3 separate regions of the Mus musculus genome follow, and regions 1 and 2 are each linked to region 3. A link is a contact called in public HiChIP or PLAC-seq data. All regions are on one chromosome and are shown on one strand. Each heading gives the region's core, a stretch centred on a gene start, on an enhancer-like site or on the middle of the called end of the contact. The rest is flanking DNA. Distances are from core to core; before and after follow the strand shown.

Region 1 (3,406 bases), core at 139-2,638, 54 kb after region 3:
CTCCTGAGTGCTGGGATTAAAGGTGTGCGCCACCACGCCCAGCTTGTTTTTTGTTTTTTGTTTTGAAACATGTAGTGTAGCAATACAGTGCTAACAATGGAGATGCTTTCTGATTTTAATTTAAATTAATGTGGAAATTGAGCTACATAGACTGAGAGGGAATAGCAATCCTATATCACAGTCCTATTTCACCCAAATTTGAGCCAAATGAGGAGGAGGGAGATGGCTACAGACCCTCTCCTGACACAGTCTTGCAGACTTAAAGATGACAAAATGTAAGCAATGGTCAGTTTACGTTTGCATTTGTCATACATATTTTCTTTCAGGAAAGCATGGTTGGCAGCAGCAAGAGGCAATAACAGGGTTAAAACTTATTGAGTACATACTGTGTCCAGAATATAGATAACCATTTTATACACATCTCATTTATTCTACAGATTGCCATACCCCCCCCCCAAAAAAAGCACTTTGCCAATATTATACATAAGACTTATGGCTTGAAGCCAAGCCTGTAAGTATTCAGTTTACTTTTTTTTATATATATAAATCCAGAACACTTTTATGAGATGTAACAATGTTTGATAATAAAAAAGTGTAAGGAAATTCATGGTATGGTGACAGAACTGTCCTCTCAGCACTTGGGAGGTAGAAGTAGGAAACTTTTGACTTCAAGGTCAGTCTCTGCATACATAGGGAGTCCGAGGATAAATGGGGCACAGCGAGCCATTATCTCACATACCTAGAGTGTATGGAAAGTGATGGATGTGTGTGGCTGAGTGCCAGAGCATGTACAGAGCATGTTCAAGGCCCTGGGTTCCATTTCTACTCTGTATTAGAAATTATGGGAGGGCAAAAAGTAGCTGACATGAATTGCCCTTTAGAATGATATTTACTAAGAGAGTGTGCTTCATGACCACGGGCTGTTTTGTGATTGGATCTTGAAGTGAGACAGCCTTAGAAGAAACAGCACCGGACCATAGACACAGTTTAACTCAATAAGTTCAATGGGGTCACAAAGAGAGCAGGAGCCTTCCCTTCAGATCCCAAAGAACACCACCATTAGGAGAGAGAACGTTATGAGGGTCTGAAGGAAAGATCCTTCAAATCCCTGAACAAAGGTGGTTTCTACTCTTACAGGGATCTAAGGGGTGGCAGATCACGTGACAGCATGTGCCAGGAGGCAGGCACTCGGTAGGACTGTAGTTCAAAGTTGCCTTGTTCCTGATCAGCAAGTAGGGCTGGGGGAAGACTGGGCTTGCTTTTCCCATGGTCTCAGTCACAGCAGCAGCAGGCACCTGTCAGGTCTTCGTCCTAAGGGACAGACTGCATGCAGGCTTGGATGAGCTGACTTTAGCAGGGGGTGTGTCTGTGATCTAACACTACCCAGAAAAGTAATAAGTAAAGAACCTTTGACCCATGAGCCACAAAACTCCCCAGATTGCAAACTGTACTGAGCCCTCTTGCCCCTCTCCTCCACCCCTCCTCCCTTTCCACTTTCCTTTCTCGTTCCCTTTCTTTCTCCTTCCTCCTTCCCTTTTCTTCTTTTTTCCTACTTTCTTTTTGACCCTTGTCCTTCACTTCCTTTCCACTTCCCTTTTCCCTCCCTGGCTTTTCCTGTTAATGCTGGAGATCAAATTCAGAGACCCTTATGCTAAGATCCTGTCTTAATTTCATTCCTTGTTATTGTAACAAAATACTCTGACAAAAGCTACTTCAGGAAGGATTTATTTTGCTCACAATTTCAGGCTACTGTCCATCACTGAGGGGAAGATAAGACAGTAGGAACTTGCAGTGGCAATACATTAACCACACAGTCAAGAGCAGAAAGCAATGAATTCATGTATGCTAGAATTTAGCTTGTTTTCTCCACTCTTATGCAGTTCAGAATCCCCTACCTAGAGGATAGTGCCACAGTGGGTAGGTTCTTCTTTGCTCAATATTGCAATAAAAATAATCACTCACAGATATATCCACAGGCCAATCTAATCTAGATAACCCACCATTGTAACTGTCTTCTCATGTACTTCTAGATTGTATCAAATTGACAATTAACACAGATCATCACAATCTCTATAATTAAGATATAAATTGTTATATAACTATAGTAAATTTGACCTAAATTTACCTATATAGATATTTCTTGTTGTACTTCAGTATTACTAAATTTTCTGATTATAAAAATATATAGCTTCATTCTTTTCTAAACATTAAAATTAGATGTCTTTACAGAGACACTGTGTTGGACTCTACAGTTGTATCTGTTGAAGTGATTATGAGCTCTGAAGTAATTATTAAATTATCAAAGCAAGGGAGTGAGAAGATTTCATTCCTGCTGGGCAGCAAACCTTGAGTCGGTATTGATTCATTGACAACAGTGATTTCTTTCATAGAAATGAGCCCAGAAGCTAACAGAGGTCATCTTTGGTTCCCTACAATGAGCTCAGTAGCTGTCATAATATTTTATGACAAGTTTATAAACATTTTTAACAGCTCTCTTAACCTGCTGTGCAGCATATACAAATCCATATTTAATTGATGTTATCACTTTATCGCTGGTACTGTTACTTTGTTGGTTGGCTTTCTCTTCATGTCTTTGTTTTCTCAATCTTATTCAAGCAAGCTGGAAAGCAGACGTCGATCACATTCACCCCCACCTCTCTGTATGTGGCTCCACACACTCCTTCTCTTCCTGTCACTCCACACTTGGATCAGGTACTTCCCTTTCCTGGGCCATATTGATTCGGGAAAGTGGGGGCTCCTTGAGTACAATAGAGGCTTTCCCTCTCAGCTCAGGTGAGCATAACTTGAGGTGCAGGGGTCTCAGACAAACTAAAAACCATCAAAGCAGTTCTAGGTCAGTGGTTTCCCGGTCTCTGGCCGCATGAATTTTAAGAATGAATTTCATGGGGGCTGGTGAGATGGCTCAGTGGGTAAGAGCACCCGACTGCTCTTCCAAAGGTCCAGAGTTCAAATCCCAGCAACCACATGGTGGCTCACAACCATCCGTAATGAGCTCTGACTCCCTCTTCTGGTGTGTCTGAAGACAGCTACAGTGCACTTAGATATATTAACAAATAAATAAATCTTAAAAAAAAAGATTTAAAAAAAAAAGAATGAATTTCATGAACGGAAAAGTGAGCTTACAAAGGAGTTTTATAAGATGATAGGTGGGGACCTAAACAAAAGAAGGCAGAGTTCCTGTATAGTGGGCAGGGAGCCCGGAAGTAGGGTGCCACTGAGGTGTTTAGCACCTTCGCTGGTACTACGCGGTGTGGGGAAATGCATTGATTTGCCCAGGTGCCTCTCTGTTTTGATCATGTCCCTCAGATTCAGTTTCCAGGAAGGAATGATCATTTAGCGGGAGTGATAATAAATTGGTGAGATTTTGAGAAAACGAGGTAATAAA
Region 2 (3,811 bases), core at 500-2,999, 39 kb before region 3:
CCCAAAACAAAACCAACTTACGAGTGCAAGCATTTCAGAAGATGGAAATGTTCAAGGCAGTGTGTTAGTCGATAATACAGTGTGCTTGCTTCCTTTCCTCCTTAGAGAACAAAGAGGAAAAGCCACATAACAGAGGTTCCAGTAAGGGAAGGAACCAGCTACTGTAACTGTCCTTTCTAAATCCTACCTGCCTACTACAGACTGACAGTCTCCTATTTAGTCCACAGAGAATTCTGACCGCTAGGAGAAAACATTCACTTCTTTAAATTATAACATCATATATTAATAGCAGTGGAACCCTAAGATCCTGGAGCTAGAATAGCCCCAACTTACTAAAAGCACTCCTGTCTAAAGGAGACTATCAATCATCTATTAAAAGGTAAGTCTTTATCTACCAGCCAGCGTGCATGCCCTTGTTAGCGGCAGCACTTAGGGACTGAGAGGATTAGAAACAGTGTAACAAATTAAAGCACAGTTCTTTGTTCCCTCAAACACTAAACAAACAGCTAACATATATGCTTCCTTCCTTCCACGTACTGAAATGTGTTCACCTTATTGTAAAGTTGGCTAATTCTCAACTGAATTTAAAATCAAACCTTCACTTATAAGTTTACATAGCATCCTTCCTGGAACGCCCTACCTTTCTTCTAAAGTCTAGATAGATCCTTTCTTAAAGAAACAGCAAGATTCGATGTCAGGGTTTGGGGGTGGGGATGCTATACATGCCAGGAAAAGCTCAGCCCTCCTGTGCTGATAGTTCCTCACCATATACAGACACTGGAGGCTCAGTCTAAAGAAAAAAGGATCTAAAGAAAAAGGACCCCTCTAGTCTCTAACTATATTCCTCAATTACTAAGCCATGTCATACTCAGCCAGGAATGGTGGTGCATGCCTATAACCCTAGCACTTGAAAGACAAGAGGCTGAGGCAGGATGATCACAAGGTCGTGGCTAGACATGACTACTACTACATGACTCTGACTCTCCTGGCCCCTTACCGCACATGCACACATGGCCACACAAACATGTCCACACATGCGCACACGCGCACATACAATTGACTGATTTTAATATTTAATAATAAGGCATCCTCATCTGTGTTTCTGTAAAGTGAGGAACAGCAGTCCTCAGACTAAGCTCCAAATTAAAATCGCCCAGGGAAGCTTCAAAGGCCCAGCCGCTGCCTGGGAATACAGTTCCGGGACGAGTACTTGCCCACTGGGTGGGGTCCCGAACTAGCTACCTGTCAGCACAGAACTAAAAATAAGAGAGTGTCATGCATGCCTTGACAGCACAAGTACCTACACTTAGCACGTGCCAGTCTGTGCACATCTGTTTCTGGTTCTGTGAGGGGATGCTAGAAGGAACATCCCAGAAGCAACAACACTCCCTGCACCCTGGTGCTAGAAAGAACCTGTCTTCTTTCAAGATCTCCCTGGTCCTAGGGCTGGACTGGAAAATGAGCCCACAGCACTGTGTGGACAGGAATGCGCTGAAAGGGCTGGGAAAGTGTGAGAAATACCATGTAATGTGATAATCTAGAGTCACTATGCCCAAATCCATGCTGAGATGAATAAAATCTAATTCACAGAATTCAAATGCGGTACTGCAGTCTACACGGACGCTCCATCCTCCCTCCAGGAAGGAAGCTTAACTCTCCACCCCTTGAGAGACTTGCATCCAAAGGACAGAAGCTCTGGTCAGGGCATGTTCTGAAAGAGACGTGACAAGTGCTAACTCAGCCAGCAGTCATGGTCTGCACCAACAATGTGAAGCGGGAAGTGGTTTCTTTATATCTGTGATCTCAGGAGCACCCATAACCACGGCCCATCGAGGAGGAAAAACATCAGAGAAATGCCAAAGGATGGATATCTACCACTAATCCTCAGGTTGTCAAAGAAAACGCAGGTCGGAAGAGTCAGCCGTCTGAGAAGATAAGGCACTGACTGAAGGGTCCGGAGTACAAGGATAAACCGGTAAGGAAACAGTAGGATTTAATACAATCCAAGCTTGGTTAACGAAATACGCCAATGGCCATCTTAATAATTCTTCAACAGCTTACATTCTGTACCTAATGTGAATCCATAAAAGTTAGGGTGTCCCATGAATCACTTATAAACTCATAGCCACACTGGATTTCCAACATTGTATACTTAGTATATATATGTATTGCATGCTTGCTGAGCATGCAGAGGCCCTGTGTGCTGTGGTGCAGCCTGTAAGTCTCAGCACTACTGTAAGGTGGAGGAAGGAAGACTGATGTAGAGAGCAAAGCTACCCTGGGCTACAGTGTGACACAGTGACAAAAAAAAAAGAAAGAAAAAGAGAAAGAGAAACAATTGTTTTTAAAAAGTCATTCTAACAACCTTGTAAAACCTCTTTGATAAGCAGTTTTACGAAGATATAACGTCTGACTCAGCTACAGCGACTGTGAAGGTAACCACGCTGATCACACAGCTTACAGCTCTTCACACAGAACAGTCTGTGTGTGGCATAGAAAACCAGTGGAGGGCAGATGTCAGTCAGCACTGGGGGTCCTCTTCAATCCCACTGCACTGCATTGACCAAGTCAGAGTATCTCACTAAACCCACACAGCTCGCCCATTCAGCTAGTCTGGCTAGCCAGGGTGTGCCAAGGGTCTTCTACCCAAGTGCTGGGGTAACAAGTGGGCACACACACTCTCAGCCTTTTATGTGAGTTGTAAGGCTCCAAACTCTGGTCCTCTCAAATGCACAGCAATGGTCTTAATCACTGAGCCAACTCCCCAGAGCTCCCTAAACAAAGCTCAATGCACATCTATTCCACAGACTTCCCAAGACTACACAGGAAAGGCTTCCACCAAAAGTAGAACAAACACCAGCATTTTTCAAAAGCAAAATTAGAAAAAATGAAAATATGGAGATTAGGGGAAACAGAAATAGAAAGGAAAAAAAAATCCTCCTGACTTATTACAAAATGCATAAGGATTCTTGTTTTTATAATAAATATCTATGTTGATAAAACAGGCTCAGTGAACAAATAATGTACGCCCTTCCCTATTGTTGGGATCCATTCTCACAACACTTGAAAACCATTTTGGTTTGGGCTTTTCATTATGTATTGGTTTGTTCTTTGAAACAACATCTCCCTATGGAGCTCAGACTAGACTCCTGCCTCAACCACCCATGTGCTATGATTACAGAGGTTTGTCACCATGCCTTGAGTCTGTCCACAAGCCCCACCTCTGACCACTGCAGCAGCCTGACCAACCACTGTGCTTCCATGCCTCTGAAAGTGGGTGATGAGCATCGCACAGCAAAGGTGATCCCACGGGGCCTTAACACACACCCTGGCACGAGAAAAAAAAAAGCCAGAAACTGTTAATAAGTACTACAATTACTAAGATAGAAAACTAATTCAAAATACTAAAAATAAAAAAAAACTAAACTATAGAATTGTTTAAGATGATCTTTTATTTATTGAGCAATACACTTTACCCTCAGTAACCAAATACATTTCTTTTCCATTTCTGAAGGAATCATAAAGTATTCTAGTTAAGTCAGCCCTTCCCCCACAGCAGCTGTTGTGTGAAACTGACTCAAAAAATGTAGACATAGAACTGAAATATTTGATCATCTGCCCCAAACCACTTGCCAACGTGCCTGTAGGATTTTCCATCCCATAATTTATTTTCAAAATAAACTGCTTACTGGTTTCATCAGAAATCTACTGAGTTTCAATATATGTGAGAAAATGGTCCTCACTTGTCAAACTTATAAAAAAAATCAATTATCTTCTGACTTTAGCAGAAGAAAGAAATAAAAAGCATGAT
Region 3 (3,848 bases), core at 1,311-3,810:
ACAGAAACACTCAAGCATCTATGAGAATATACCACATATGGAAAAGCTCCCACAGGTGCAACCAACACTGCCTGTTTTCTACTCGAGGAGAATTCCAACTTCTGGATAAATTACTTCTGACAACTTAGGGAAGGATGGAAAAGCACTCATAGTTCAAACTAATTTCTCTTTAAAGCGATAAACAGAGCTGGGGGGTTCACACTGGTAAAAACCAAATGAACATCAAAGTTAACAGGGCTGACACTTAAGAATGTTCACCATGTTTGGCAGTTTCTCTGTTTGCTTCTCCTGAGGTCAGGTGGGGTAAAGACAGCTCCCAGATTCTCAATGGAGCTTTTAGCTAGCTGGGTATATAGTAACCCGCCCACTTTCTCACTGGGCCAAGAGTCCTCTGTTAGGTTGGTTTCTATATTCCACACCACTGGCGGGGGAACATAGTAGTCTAACAACAGCCTATTTACTTGGCCAATCCACAGGCTGTCCAAGTGGAAGGTGTGCCTCTTCCAGACTTATTTGGTAACCCACCATCTCTACCTCCCCACCCCTACACACACACACACACACACACACACACACACACACGCATGCACAGCCCTCCCTACCTGACAGTAGGTTCCACTGTTATTCTAACTAATCAACCTAGCACCCCATTTCACCCTCCCCATTTCTACACCAGGCCTCGGACATCACTGACTATCCTTGTTCGGTTTGCATGTGTAATTTCACTTGGCCATTTCAAACTCTGTTCTTGAAAAGAACTGAGAGATCGCGTGAAAGTTGCTTTGCCTACACAATAAACTGGCAGTGTCTTTTCAAGAGCAGAAAATGGGTATAAGTGACCGTTTTAACAAATAGAGATGATGAAGACACATGAAGGGCAGCTATACCACCACCAGAGAAGGGAGCAGATCAAAGGCGTGCATGCTCAGTGCCTGATAAAAACTGCCCTTTGGAGTAGGTACTTCTGAAGACGTGAAGTGAACGTTCTTATGCGATTACAGTCCATCTCCCAGGCTTGGCAAGTGTAATCTATATTCATATCCCACAAGTGACAGCTCCACCAAGCAAAAGGAAAACCATCAAGAACAACAGTACCAGGTGCCGTTCTTGGGGCTTGTCCAAAAGCAGCCAATGGAAGATTCGCTTTTATTCTAGTCTCTCGCCCATTAAATAATCATCATCAGAGATGGGCAGCACTTGGATTTGGACAGATGGCATCCCATCCCCAGACAAGCAAAGCAACTTTTGTCAAGTATCGGATCCTCGCTGTTTTTGCTGGCCCCAAGGATCTGTAGATCTTCTTTGCCTGCAGGGTTGGCAAGCAGGATCGCCTGTAGTCGCCATCCCAACATTTAGGAATCTACGTCATGTAGCCAGTAAGCAACGGAAATCAAACCACATTTTTTATAACACTCCTCCCTCGCTAATCCAATCTAAGAAAAATCAAATCTAACCCACCAGCTATCCCTCCGTTTAAAAATAAAAAAAAAAACCTGAGGATAAACAATTGTATAAACGTTAACCACTCATCTAATTTTGACCATATTGTGCAAACCGAAAGAATCTGCCCTGCGAAGAAGACGGAGTCGAATACGCCTGTTCTGCACTTACATCTACAATTGGAATGAAAAGCGCTGGCCTGTCAACTTTTTCCTTTCGATGGATAACAACATTCCTCTTTCAAGAAAGTAAAGTAGTAACTAAAGACAGGCTTTCACTTTACAAGGCCCACCTAGGCCAGTCAGTTCATCGCACAACCCTGCAAGTTCCTGCTTACAGCTCATTAAACACCCCTAAACTCTAAAGATGGGATACATGCAAGAGAGTAACTGAGCCTGCAGTCAGGGTGACAAGAGTACCCGGCCGAGAGGAGCTGAGACCTGACCCCAAGACTCAACCCCAAGGAGTGTGGCCGGAGAAAGGCATACCCTATAGACAACTAGTCCCGCAAAGGCGCAGGCAAGGTCAGCTACGGGGAGCGCAACGAAAAGGACAGCAGAGGAGAGGGCAGCAATCGCAGAACAGTCTGAAAAGAATGCCCTTGGAAGTTGGGGCAGGGAAGGTCCTGGATGGGGGAAATGGGATGCTTCCCCAGCAGAGGAGTGCCGGGGCACTGGAAGGGCGCAGTCTGCAGACACCAACCCCACGGCGGGTGGCGGCGCGTCTCACCTGGGGGGTCCTCTCGGCGGGGTTCTTCATCACCGCTTGGCGGAAGCTATTATCCACGTAGGACGCCATCTCCCCCTGCGGGGCGCACCGGGTCCGCTCCACACACTCGCCGGCCTCCCGGCCCAGCGCCACTGCCCGAGGCAAACCAGCCCAGGCGCGGGGCCGGGGCGCAGACAGCACGAAAGGTCCGTGCAGCCCGGAGCTGCCCTCCTCCTCCTCGCGGCTTGCTGTCCGTAGACTCGGACTCAGCGACTGCCCGGCAGCGCTCCCGATCGGTCGCGGATCGCGCTGGCCCCGGCGGGCCGAGTTATTTTTAGGGAGGTGCAAGCGACGGCGGGCGGAGCCTCTCCGGCGGGGCCCTGGCTCTACCCGCTCCGGCCGCGCTCGCTCTGACGCGTCCCGGGTCCTCGCGCGCCGGTCGAGAGGGAGGGCCGCGCGCTGAGCCTGGTGAGCCCGGCTCAGGTCTGGGAGCCACCGAGCCCGCTGGCCTCGGCCGCCGTGGCCGCGCCGCGCCTCCGTCTACTGTCGGCCGCGCCTCCCGACTGCTGCTGCATCCCCGCGGGCCGCGCAGCTCCAGCCGCCCGCCCCCATCGGCGCCTGAGCGCGGCTGCTCCCCGCGCGGCCCCCGCGCTCTAGGCAACTTTGTGCGTCGTCCGTGCGGCGGGCGGGCGCGGCGGGCCAGACACGGGTCCCCGGCGGGCGCGAGGCCGAGAGCGGAGCGCGCAGCCCCGCCAAGCGTCTGCTGAACGGCGACCGCCTCCTCTTCCCCGCCTCTTCCTTCTCCTGCGCCTCGGCGGCCGCCGGAGCCACTCTTCAGGGAGGAAGCGGCCTCCGGGGCTTGTTGCTTTGTGCTGCAACCATGGTGAGGAGTGAGTGACGGGCCGGGGGCCAGTCGGAGGCCGCCGCATCATCGGGGGCGGAGCGCCCCGTGGCGCCGGCCCGCCCCATCGCTGGCCTGGCGGGGCCGCGCCCTCGCTGAGAGCCGCGTTCTGCCGGGGCCAGGTGCGGTGGGAGCCAGGACAGCCGGGGCTGTTGCGATCGTTGATCCCATAGCTGAGCGGCCGCACCCCGACTCTCTGGCCTAGACCCCACATCCCAGGCCTTGCGGCACGTCTCCCGCCTCTTCCCGGGCTGGAAGCTGACCCCACCCGGGAGAGGTCCCTGTGAGGACTCGGCTGCAGTGGCAGGTCTTCCCAAAGCTTAGGGCTGACTGGGATTTTGCTTCGGTGGCAACATTAACCATCCTTGGATTCTGTTTATTTGTAGTGACTGCAAGGACAACGTTGCTCTCCTACCTTCCGCGCTCACTGACATCTAAACCCTTAAATGACTCCTGCGTTAGTCAGGTAGGAATGTGGCTTTCCAACTCCAGACCTGGTATCACATCGGACAAGAAAACACCAGGTCAGCCCGTTGTAATCTAGAGGCCAAGACAGCAAGTTCTCTGACATAATCAAGAATGAATAATCCTAGGTCGGACTTTGCCTTCCACTGGGCAGAGCACCTTCTCAGGATCGCGAGTTTCCAATCCAGACTTGCCCGGTACAAAGCCCATATTAGTGTGTTAAGATGTCCCTGCTCTTGGGAGTTCATCCCTTCCTGACCAGGCTTGAGGTGTGCAGCGTCAGCCTCAAAGAAGATTGCAGTGTTTGAAGTCTGTGTGGAGACTAAAGACAATT

Evidence for each region. HiChIP or PLAC-seq counts read pairs in DNA pulled down with a chosen protein or histone mark.
Region 1: an H3K4me3 HiChIP or PLAC-seq map of the SCID.adh cell line shows a contact between it and region 3, with 33 read pairs. The contact joins the enhancer-like site here to the promoter of 6430573P05Rik in region 3. A contact is called at or near these places in 2 of 39 promoter capture datasets (liver and macrophages), 14 of 484 Hi-C or Micro-C datasets (DN3 thymocytes, the HL-1 cell line, the MNK3 cell line and 9 more), 5 of 115 datasets of contacts at active chromatin or transcription factors (CD8 T cells, the SCID.adh cell line, embryonic stem cells and 1 more) and 3 of 9 other capture datasets (adipose tissue, liver and pancreatic islet).
Region 2: a contact with region 3 is called in an H3K4me3 HiChIP or PLAC-seq map of the SCID.adh cell line, with 54 read pairs. The contact joins the enhancer-like site here to the promoter of 6430573P05Rik in region 3. A contact is called at or near these places in 1 of 15 datasets of contacts at CTCF or cohesin (CD8 T cells), 33 of 484 Hi-C or Micro-C datasets (the AML12 cell line, the Ba/F3 cell line, the C2C12 cell line and 20 more), 17 of 115 datasets of contacts at active chromatin or transcription factors (the 230-238 cell line, CD4 single positive thymocytes, CD8 T cells and 11 more) and 3 of 9 other capture datasets (adipose tissue, liver and pancreatic islet).

What each region holds. Positions count from the first base shown.
Region 1 is chr3:79,339,568-79,342,973 of GRCm38.p6, forward strand. It overlaps a transcript of Gm17359 not described here. Among named protein-coding and RNA genes, the nearest start is that of Gm17359, 4.1 kb to the right of the region's middle. Within about 2 kb of position 1,389, at least 5 of the 459 cell types and tissues checked have an H3K27ac peak or open chromatin away from gene starts, as enhancers often do. A contact at or near this core is called in the SCID.adh cell line and liver, where this site is marked.
Region 2 is chr3:79,246,587-79,250,397 of GRCm38.p6, forward strand. 4921511C10Rik (RIKEN cDNA 4921511C10 gene) reads left to right here. Exons shown (of 3, transcript NR_045502.1): 2 at 1,591-1,975. It also overlaps a transcript of Rapgef2 not described here. Among named protein-coding and RNA genes, the nearest start is that of 4921511C10Rik, 36 kb to the left of the region's middle. Within about 2 kb of position 1,750, at least 65 of the 459 cell types and tissues checked have an H3K27ac peak or open chromatin away from gene starts, as enhancers often do. A contact at or near this core is called in the Ba/F3 cell line, the C2C12 cell line, CD8 T cells and 8 more, where this site is marked.
Region 3 is chr3:79,284,295-79,288,142 of GRCm38.p6, forward strand. It overlaps 6430573P05Rik (RIKEN cDNA 6430573P05 gene), which reads left to right and starts at 2,561. Exons shown (of 2, transcript NR_165170.1): 1 at 2,561-3,515. It also overlaps a transcript of Rapgef2 not described here.